Linked DNA regions of Ovis aries: regions 1 and 2 are each linked to region 3. Evidence: chromatin contacts called from public Hi-C data. All regions are on one chromosome and are shown on one strand. The core of a region is the stretch at or near the end of the contact, and the rest is flanking DNA. Distances in the headings are between cores, read along the strand shown.

The links. A called contact is a pair of places that touch in the nucleus more often than the background predicts.
Region 1: a contact with region 3 is called in a Hi-C map of tail adipose tissue, with 4 times the contacts expected there. The contact joins the promoter of GATB here to the enhancer-like site in region 3. A contact is called at or near these places in 2 of 16 Hi-C or Micro-C datasets (liver and tail adipose tissue).
Region 2: a Hi-C map of tail adipose tissue shows a contact between it and region 3, with 4 times the contacts expected there. The contact joins two enhancer-like sites. A contact is called at or near these places in 5 of 16 Hi-C or Micro-C datasets (hypothalamus, liver, mixed tissues and 2 more).

What each region holds. Positions count from the first base shown.
Region 1 is chr17:6,170,139-6,172,838 of ARS-UI_Ramb_v3.0, reverse strand. It overlaps GATB (glutamyl-tRNA amidotransferase subunit B), which reads right to left and starts at 1,282. Exons shown (of 12, transcript XM_042234934.1): 1 at 1,090-1,282. The coding sequence starts at 1,265.
Region 2 is chr17:6,369,115-6,371,814 of ARS-UI_Ramb_v3.0, reverse strand. All of the region lies in intron 4 of FHIP1A (FHF complex subunit HOOK interacting protein 1A), which reads left to right. Among named protein-coding and RNA genes, the nearest start is that of GATB, 200 kb to the right of the region's middle. Within about 2 kb of position 1,409, at least 11 of the 54 cell types and tissues checked have an H3K27ac peak or open chromatin away from gene starts, as enhancers often do.
Region 3 is chr17:6,627,986-6,630,685 of ARS-UI_Ramb_v3.0, reverse strand. No RefSeq gene overlaps it. Among named protein-coding and RNA genes, the nearest start is that of SH3D19, 44 kb to the left of the region's middle. Within about 2 kb of position 1,350, at least 24 of the 54 cell types and tissues checked have an H3K27ac peak or open chromatin away from gene starts, as enhancers often do. A contact at or near this core is called in tail adipose tissue, where this site is marked.

The sequences.
Region 1 (2,700 bases), core at 33-2,532, 460 kb after region 3:
TGAGAGGAATCAAACTAAGACGTCATCAGAAATCTGCATTCACTAAAACCCAATTCAATGTTTTTTTGCAGTTTCATTACATAAGAGAAAAAAACTTTTCATTCACTTTTCATAGTGAAACAACCTAATTTAATGAAAAGAACAGAACCAGTACTTCTGGACATTTTCCCCTCTGTAAAAACAGAAAAGCAAAAATAACAGCAACCTAACTATCTCAAAGGAAAAAATGAATATTTGACACATGCCTTATATTTCTGCACTTGAAAAGATATCATTTAGGTCTTATACAGTGAAATATAAGCAGCTGTTCAGACAATATTGAGCAAAATAAGCAACAGTCTCTACAGAACCAGAAGGAAGATCTCATACTGGCTGCATCTTCCTAGGTCTACACACACACCCCACACGTTCAACATGAAAGGCCTCCACAGATAGGTGGGTTTTCTAACTCAAGGCCAGCCATCCAGAACTTGTAGGTAAAGGCTCCTTTATACCACTAAAACACTGCTGGCCCGTAGTGTGCTAAATACATGTCAGCTAAATAAGATCCCACTTCTACTGATACTGGGCTGACTACTAGTTAAGGTGACTGAACCACTCTTCTGTGAAACATTAAAAAAAAAAAAAAAAAACTTGCTATTTTACACTCTCAAATTACCCAAATAAGGCTATCTGAAGACACTGGTTTATGTGTGGGGTAGGGACTGATAAGACAGCCAGTTTCCTGTCTTTATTTAGATTTCAGGGCTGCAACATACAGCCCAACACGTTCCCGCCCACCAAAACGTCCAGACTTAAGGCTGGGCTTTAAAGTGAAGTCGCTCAGTGGTGTCCGACTCTTTGCGACCCCATTAACTGCAGACCACCGAGCTCCTCTAGCCATGGGATTCTCCAGGCAAGAATACTGGAGTGGGTTGCGATTTCCTTCTCCAGGGAATCTTCCCGATCCAGGGATCAAACCCGAGTCTCCCGCATTGTAGGCAGAGGCTTTACCGTCTGAGCCACCAGGGAAGTCTGTAGTGGCCATCTCCCAAGTCCCACAGTTCTACCTCAACTTTAAGTGGGCAATACTGGTATGAAATAGTATACCCTTTTCTCGGCTTCTGGGCTGTGATGTGGGGCTGCTGAGCCACTGTGCTCTGCCCCCTTTTCCCGTTGGACGTGGACCCAGTCGGAGGCCCTCTTCTGTGGCAAGAACCGCAGCCAACCCGGGCGAAAGCAAACCGCCTTCCAGGACAGCACCACCGCAACATGGGCGCCGCCATTGTCTCTCCAGAGTCCTGGTCAGGTGACACAGCCTCCCTCTGCTGCAAGGCTCTCTGGGAAACGTAGTTCTCAGAAATTAGATAAACCGCGCTAGACTCGGACCGGAAGACTACTATTACCAGAGAGCACTGCGACCGGAAGGCTTCCGGAACTGGGCGGGGAGGGGGCGGGAAGCAGAAGGAGCCGGGAGAGTGGGAGGGTTTTTGGGTGGGAAGGTGTGACTCCTCCTAGCGGGGAGTTGGAGAGGTTTGTAGCTGTAAGCACGTGAGAGAGAGAGCAGGCGGTGCCAGAGATCGAAAGCTGAGAAACCTGGCTGGGATTTTATATACCAGTTAACCTGTCGGGCTGAAGTAAATGACCTTGACATCTCCATAAAGACTCTCTGAACCGCCCAACTCAGTTCTTTTTTCTGCTTCCTTTTCCACTTCAGACCCAAATGTAAGCATAACTGCAAGAAATAATTATTTGCATGCCAATATGCTCGGCATGGTTCTTAGACACGGGGGATTCAGCAGTGATCAAGGCAGATATAGCCACCATGTTCACGAAACTTACATTCTTGGTAGACTAGACATACAGAGAAGTTAACAAAAATAGGATGCTTTCAGATAGACCATAAGGACCATATTTCAGCACAGGTTCTTGGGAGATAGACAGACCTAGACTGAAACCTCAGGAAGATTTTAAATTTTTCTTTTTGATCTTGGCCAGTGTTTGAAAATACTATGTAACAACGGAAGCCTTGATAGCAAATACCATCATCCCAGTGGGCTTCTTTTTTTTTTTTCCCCCTGCTTCAAAATGCATCCCCTTCTTGAAACGCCCACTGATTTCTTGTATTTGAGCATACAGTTTAGAACAGCTATTCCACCATTCTCTATTAGATCGCCCTATACTAATACTCCACATAGTGCTCGTGACTATCTGATGTTTGTCTTCCATCTCCACAAGCTCCTTGAGAATGGGAAATCGGTCTGCCTTATTCAATACAGTATTACCAAAGTACAAAGTAGGTCTCTCAGAAATGCTTGTTGATTGAAGGATTGCTGTGTGAAGAATGCATTTGACAAAAGAATGGAGTACATGCCCTTCAGAGTAGCTGTGTGGGAAGGAGATGATGGAATAGTGTGGTGGTGGAGGCAGAGAGAAATTGACCTCTGTGAGATAGATTAGGAAGGTAAGATTGGAGGACTTGGTATTGGATTAGATATAATGGCGGAAGCCTAGGGGAGGGTCAAGTAACTTCTGAATTTCTGGCTTTATACAACTGGATGGCTGATGGAGTTACTCACTGAGATAAGGAAATCAGGAAAGAACAGACTTGTCAGAAAATACGACTTTGGTTGCCTTGGAGACGTATAAGAGGAGAAATCGAGTAAGCATCATTGATGCCTAACTGAATATTGAGCAGGGGGGGAACCTGCATACTTCATA
Region 2 (2,700 bases), core at 160-2,659, 260 kb after region 3:
ATTTTTATTATATTTACATTAAACAATGTAATATATGTAACACATATATATTAATTTTATATGTGAAACTTATAGATACGTAAATTTAATATATGTGAATTTGCACATAAATGTAAAATTTATGCAAATATATAAATGACTCCATATCTGTATGTATGCATGTGTATATATCTAGTATATATACAAAAGCTTGTATATGTTACAGTTGGTAGATCAGCAAATGCCTGGCTGTAATTGGAAAACCATTTACAGTCCCGTATTTGATCTTAAGAAAAGAAAGAAAGTAAAGTCGCTCAGTTGTGTCTGACTTTTTGCGACCCCATAGACTGTGGCCTACCAGGCTCCTCCGTCCGTGGGATTTTCCAGGCAAGAGAACTGGAGTGGGTTGCCATTTCCTTCTCCAGAGGATCTTCCTGACCCGGGGATCGAACCAGGGTCTCCTGCATTGTAGGCAGATGCTTTACTGTCTGAGCCACCAGGGAAGCCTTTGATCTTAGCTGGCGTATATAGTGAGCATGGGCTTTATCGGGGGTTGATTCGGTTTGTTCAGTGGTATTTGGCCTAACAAAAGTGAAAGTGAAGTGAAAGTCGCTCAGTCGTGTCTGACTCTTTGCAACCCCATGGACTATACAGTCCATGGAATTCTCCAGGCCAGAATACTGGAGTGGGTAGCCATTCCCTTCTCCAGGGGATGTTCCCAACCCAGAGATCGAACCTAGGTCTCCCACATTGCAGGCAGATTCTTTACCAGCTGAGTCTACAAGGGAAGCTGCCTAACAAAGCGAACTTGTTTAGTAAAGGAAATGTTTGTAAAGTATATTTTCCTGCTTGGATCTCTCCGCCCCCATAATTGTGTTTTCCTCCCGTAAACTGAATCCTTGAGACGAAGCACATATGGCTGAGGAAGAGCCAGGGCTGGGGAGTTGGAGGCAAGGCTGAGAGTGTAAGAGGGTTAAGCAGGGGAGTGGGTCAGGGCCCTGTGAGCAGCAGGGATCCGCAGCAGGTGAGTGGAACTGGGCAGCAAGCAGAAGCGGGGGCCCGGGAATGTTGGAGTTTGGTGGGAGTGATGTGAGAAGAGGGCACATAAGGAAAAGATTGAAAGGTCAAGGTCACAGCAGGAATCAGCCGACAGAACCCGAAAGGGCTCAGAGCCCACCTGGACGGCTGACCTGGGACATCGGAACAGAGGCTCCTGGCTGTTTCCGTGCCAGTTGTACTCTGGCCGGGAAGCTTCCTGGGCATTCCCTGTCAGGGTGGGAACCAGGCGCAGGGCGTGGCCCGCAGAGCCCACTTGTAAAAGCAGGTCAAGGGTGTGTCTGCCTGAAAGGGAAAGGGAGGTGGCCCGGGAGCGTCCTGACACCTGGAAGAGGGAGGCTAAGGACGAGCGGCAGCACAGGCAGAATCAGCACTTTGCTGAGCTTGTGACTCAGGGCCCTGGCTGTAACACACCAGTCTTTCGGGCAGTGAAGCCTCCAGGCCAGACTGGGGAATGAGGCGAGGGCCCTGTTCCAGACGACCAGCAAACCTTTTCTTTCTTTGTGGGGCTATCACAGCTCTGTTCTCATGTTCCTCTGCCCATGAACCCAGAAGGTGGTGTAGAAGAGCTTCTGTAAAGGGGATACAGAGAGAGCTCTCCATGTAGAAGCTGCTGTGTGCCTTACATTCTGTATAAAAATCTCAGTTCTCTTTTGTGGGTTTTTCGTGGCCCCCTGCCCACCAAAAGTAGGTCTGTTTGCAGAGGAGTGTCTTGAAATAAGTAATATAAATGAAGATTAACCCATGAGAAAAGTGTGGCTTGTGATCGTGTAAATAGTTTTGCTTTATATTTACATATATACATTTAGATACTTTATAAATATTTAAAGGCATGCATATAGAATAAACACATATGCATATATGAAAATTTATACTGGTTAGGAGTTTCTGTTCATTACTGTTTTAACTCAGCGTTTGGTCCTTCTTTTAGACAAAAGAACAAAATTACTTTGTTTTTATTTTTACTTATATTATGAAATTAGATCAATTTATAGAAAAGAAGAACTAATTAACCTTACAATCTCATTATATCTTCAAACTCATTTCTAACTGTGGGTCTATTTGTCAATATATTTAGTTTTTAACAAGTTATTTTTCCTTATCTATTGGATATAATGATATGATTCACTTCGTATTTATTTTTAATAGCATTAGTGTATGGTGATGTAACATTGTGATTATAACTCTCTTATTCTTGACCATTTGGGTCAATAATGGTTTTAGTTTTCATTATTGAAAATATAGCCTGGGTAAACATTTTAAAACAAATTATCTTTGTGTTGTTTCCTTGAGGCATTTTCCCCAAAGTGAGATTAACAAGTGAAAGGGCAGGAACAACGTTATGGCTTCTGTTACATGTTGCCAGATTGTTTTCTAGAAAGTCGGCACTCATTTGCAGCGCCACCGTCAATGTATAATGCACTGTGCCAGTTTAAGATAGTTTAGACGGTCTAAGCACACATGAGAAGTATAATTACATTTCTACCCCGAGGCCTTGCTGTATAGATAGCTCTCATAAGTAAACTCAATATGTGAACTTTGAAATTATCGAATTAATTTAAGTATGGAGCTAATTTGCTCTTTAGAATGTGGAGCCTTATAGGGGGCTTTGGGGCTGGAGAGCATCCTGTATCGAGGTGGTGCCCCCTTTTGGACGAGTGTGGT
Region 3 (2,700 bases), core at 101-2,600:
ACCGTCTGAGCCACCAGGGAATAGGGGCTAACCTAGACCAAGTAAATGGACTTTACATAGTTAACAAACTTAAGCTCTGCTAAGAAAAATGAAGGCAATCTTATCAAAGAATAAGAAAAAAAATCTCAACATATTAGGACACATCAATTAATGTATCCCCTTTCTATAAGCAGGCAAAACATAAAGCTGCTTACCTCATTTGAAAGTCTTGTAAATTTCTTTTAGTTAGAAATTTTGTGATTGCAAGTGACAAAACCCACATTAAACTCATTTAGGGCAAAAAATGGCGGGGGATTAATTGACTCAGTAATTGAAAAGTTGAAGGGCAGAAGTTCAGTCTAAAGGTTCAGACATGGCTGGATCCATGTGTAATTCAAGTTGAAAAAGAGCAAACTCAGAGCTTGAATGGGCTGTGTGTGCAAGTACCACCTAGGAGTGTGCATATATGTTTGTGTTGGGAAGTAGTAGGGGTAGGGTGGGCAAGGATCACCCTTATCTCATGGCTGAGTCCCTTCACTGTTCACCTGAAACCATCACATTGTTAATCAGCCATACCCTAATAAAAAAATAAAAGTTCAAAAGAAAAAAAAATGTTTATAATTTAAAAAATAATCAGCCCTACCTCAACTGCAAGGACTTAGAGCAGGGAAGGGGTGGTTCTCCAGAGGAAAACCAAGGGGCCCCTAGCAGAAGAAAGAAGAATGGATCTTGGGTAGGCAAAACCAACAGATTTCCAAATTACTCCCGTTTTCAAATAGTGTTGCACCAGCGTTCTTGAAATTCTCCCAGTTTTTTTCCCACTGTTGAAGACTTTGGGACTCAGGAGTTACCTACAAGGATACAGATATTCTGGGGCATTAGACTCATGGGGTGGCCAAAAAATGCTTTAAAAAATTCATGCCTGAGCCTAACCTCTCAAGTGAGGTCCAGACATTGGCCCTCAACACCTCAAGCTTTGTCCACACAGTAAATGTCTGAAAGGAAAAACAAACTATGCAGAGTTAAAAGCGGGAGATAGCAGTTAATCATCTCATAGCTTTTCTTGCCTCCCTTCTCGTCTGCCATGCTATTAAAGAGGCTCTCGGACAGAATGGGCTTCCCACGTGGCTCAATGGTAAGGAATCCGCCTGCTCATGCAACAGATGCAGGAAACTTGGGTTCTATCTCCTGCAGGAGGAAATGGCAACCCACCCCAGTACTCTTGCCTGGAAAATTCCATTAACAGAGGAGCCTGGCGGGCTGCAATCTGTGGAGTCGCAAAGAGCGGGACAACACTGAGCACACACGCAGGCTTGGGCAGAGTAGTTTTCTCATCAATACTGTGGAACTCAATGCAGAGAATACAGCAACCCCTACTGGTGGGAACCGGAGGCCCTCTGCAATGAAAGTGCCCAGTCCTAACCACCGGACCATCAGGGAGTTCCCTCCTTGGAACAGATTCCTACTCTCTGTGACTTACTGTCTCCAAGGGAACAGAAGTGGGAGAGGAAATGAGGAGTCACGTGTGTGCTCAAAGACACTCCAGTCCAATAAGGGAGGAAGACGAGTCTGAGTGAGGGAAGGGTGTGTGTGTGTGTGTGTGTGTGTGTGTGTGTGTTGCTTAATAACTTTAAAATCTGGTAAGCAAAAAGAAGCCTGGCCCATTAGGAGACTTGAAAGTAGTCCTTTAGGGCTAGACGATAGTGCCTGAGGGCAGACTAACCCCACTGAAGCTGGAGAAAAGAGCCAGGGGACATAAGGGCTAAGTTTATTTTCATTCAAGTGCTCTAAAGAAATGTTCTAAAGAGCATTTAAAGGGCTCCTCATGTGAAGAGTTGACTCATTGGAAAAGGCCCTGATGCTGGGAGGGATTGGGGGCAGGAGGAGAAGGGGGCGACAGAGGATGAGATGGCTGGATGGCATCACCGACTCCATAGACGTGGGTGTGGGTGAACTCCGGGAGTTGGTGATGGACAGGGAGGCCTGGCGTGCTGCGATTCACGGGGTCGCAAAGAGTCGGACACGACTGAGCGACTGAACTGAACTGAAGAAATGTTTATTACAGACTGGAATCCCACGCATTCTCTAATTTTGAGCTTGTACATTTTCTGTTTGTGAGTTGAAAAAAAAAATTACATCTTTAAATTGTAGTTTAAAAATCAGTCCGAAAAATACCCCCAAAGCCTCCCGAAAACCACTGGGATCCGGTGCTCCCGTGCCGCAGTGTCGCGGCTCGGCCACAAGGGTGCAGTGCAGCTCAGCGGACGGCGGAAGCCGGCGCTGACTGACGGATGGCCTGCGGGGCGGGGTCCCGGGAATCCCTCCCCAGGGAGCAAAGACGGTTCCTCTGGAACGAGGTGGGGCACTTTACCCCCGTCTGTACTTTTCCGGGCTTCCTCCTGCACCATCTATCGACCTTCCCCGCCAAAAACAGAAACAAAGTCAAAGCTCCGTTATAGCGTGTGGGGTACAAAAATGTCTGTAAATTAACGGTCCCTGCAGCACTCGCTTGCATGGCCTCATCCCGTACAAGCACTTGCCTTCTAAAAAAAATTGGAAACAACCAAAAGGTCCAACAGTCAGGCGCTGACGAAATGACTTGCAGTATGTTTATACAAAGAAATAGAGCCACACCCTTTAAAAGGTAGGGTAAATGATGAAAACATGTTAAGCGGAAAAAAAGAAAACAGCAAAATCCAAACAATGTATAGTGATAGCCTA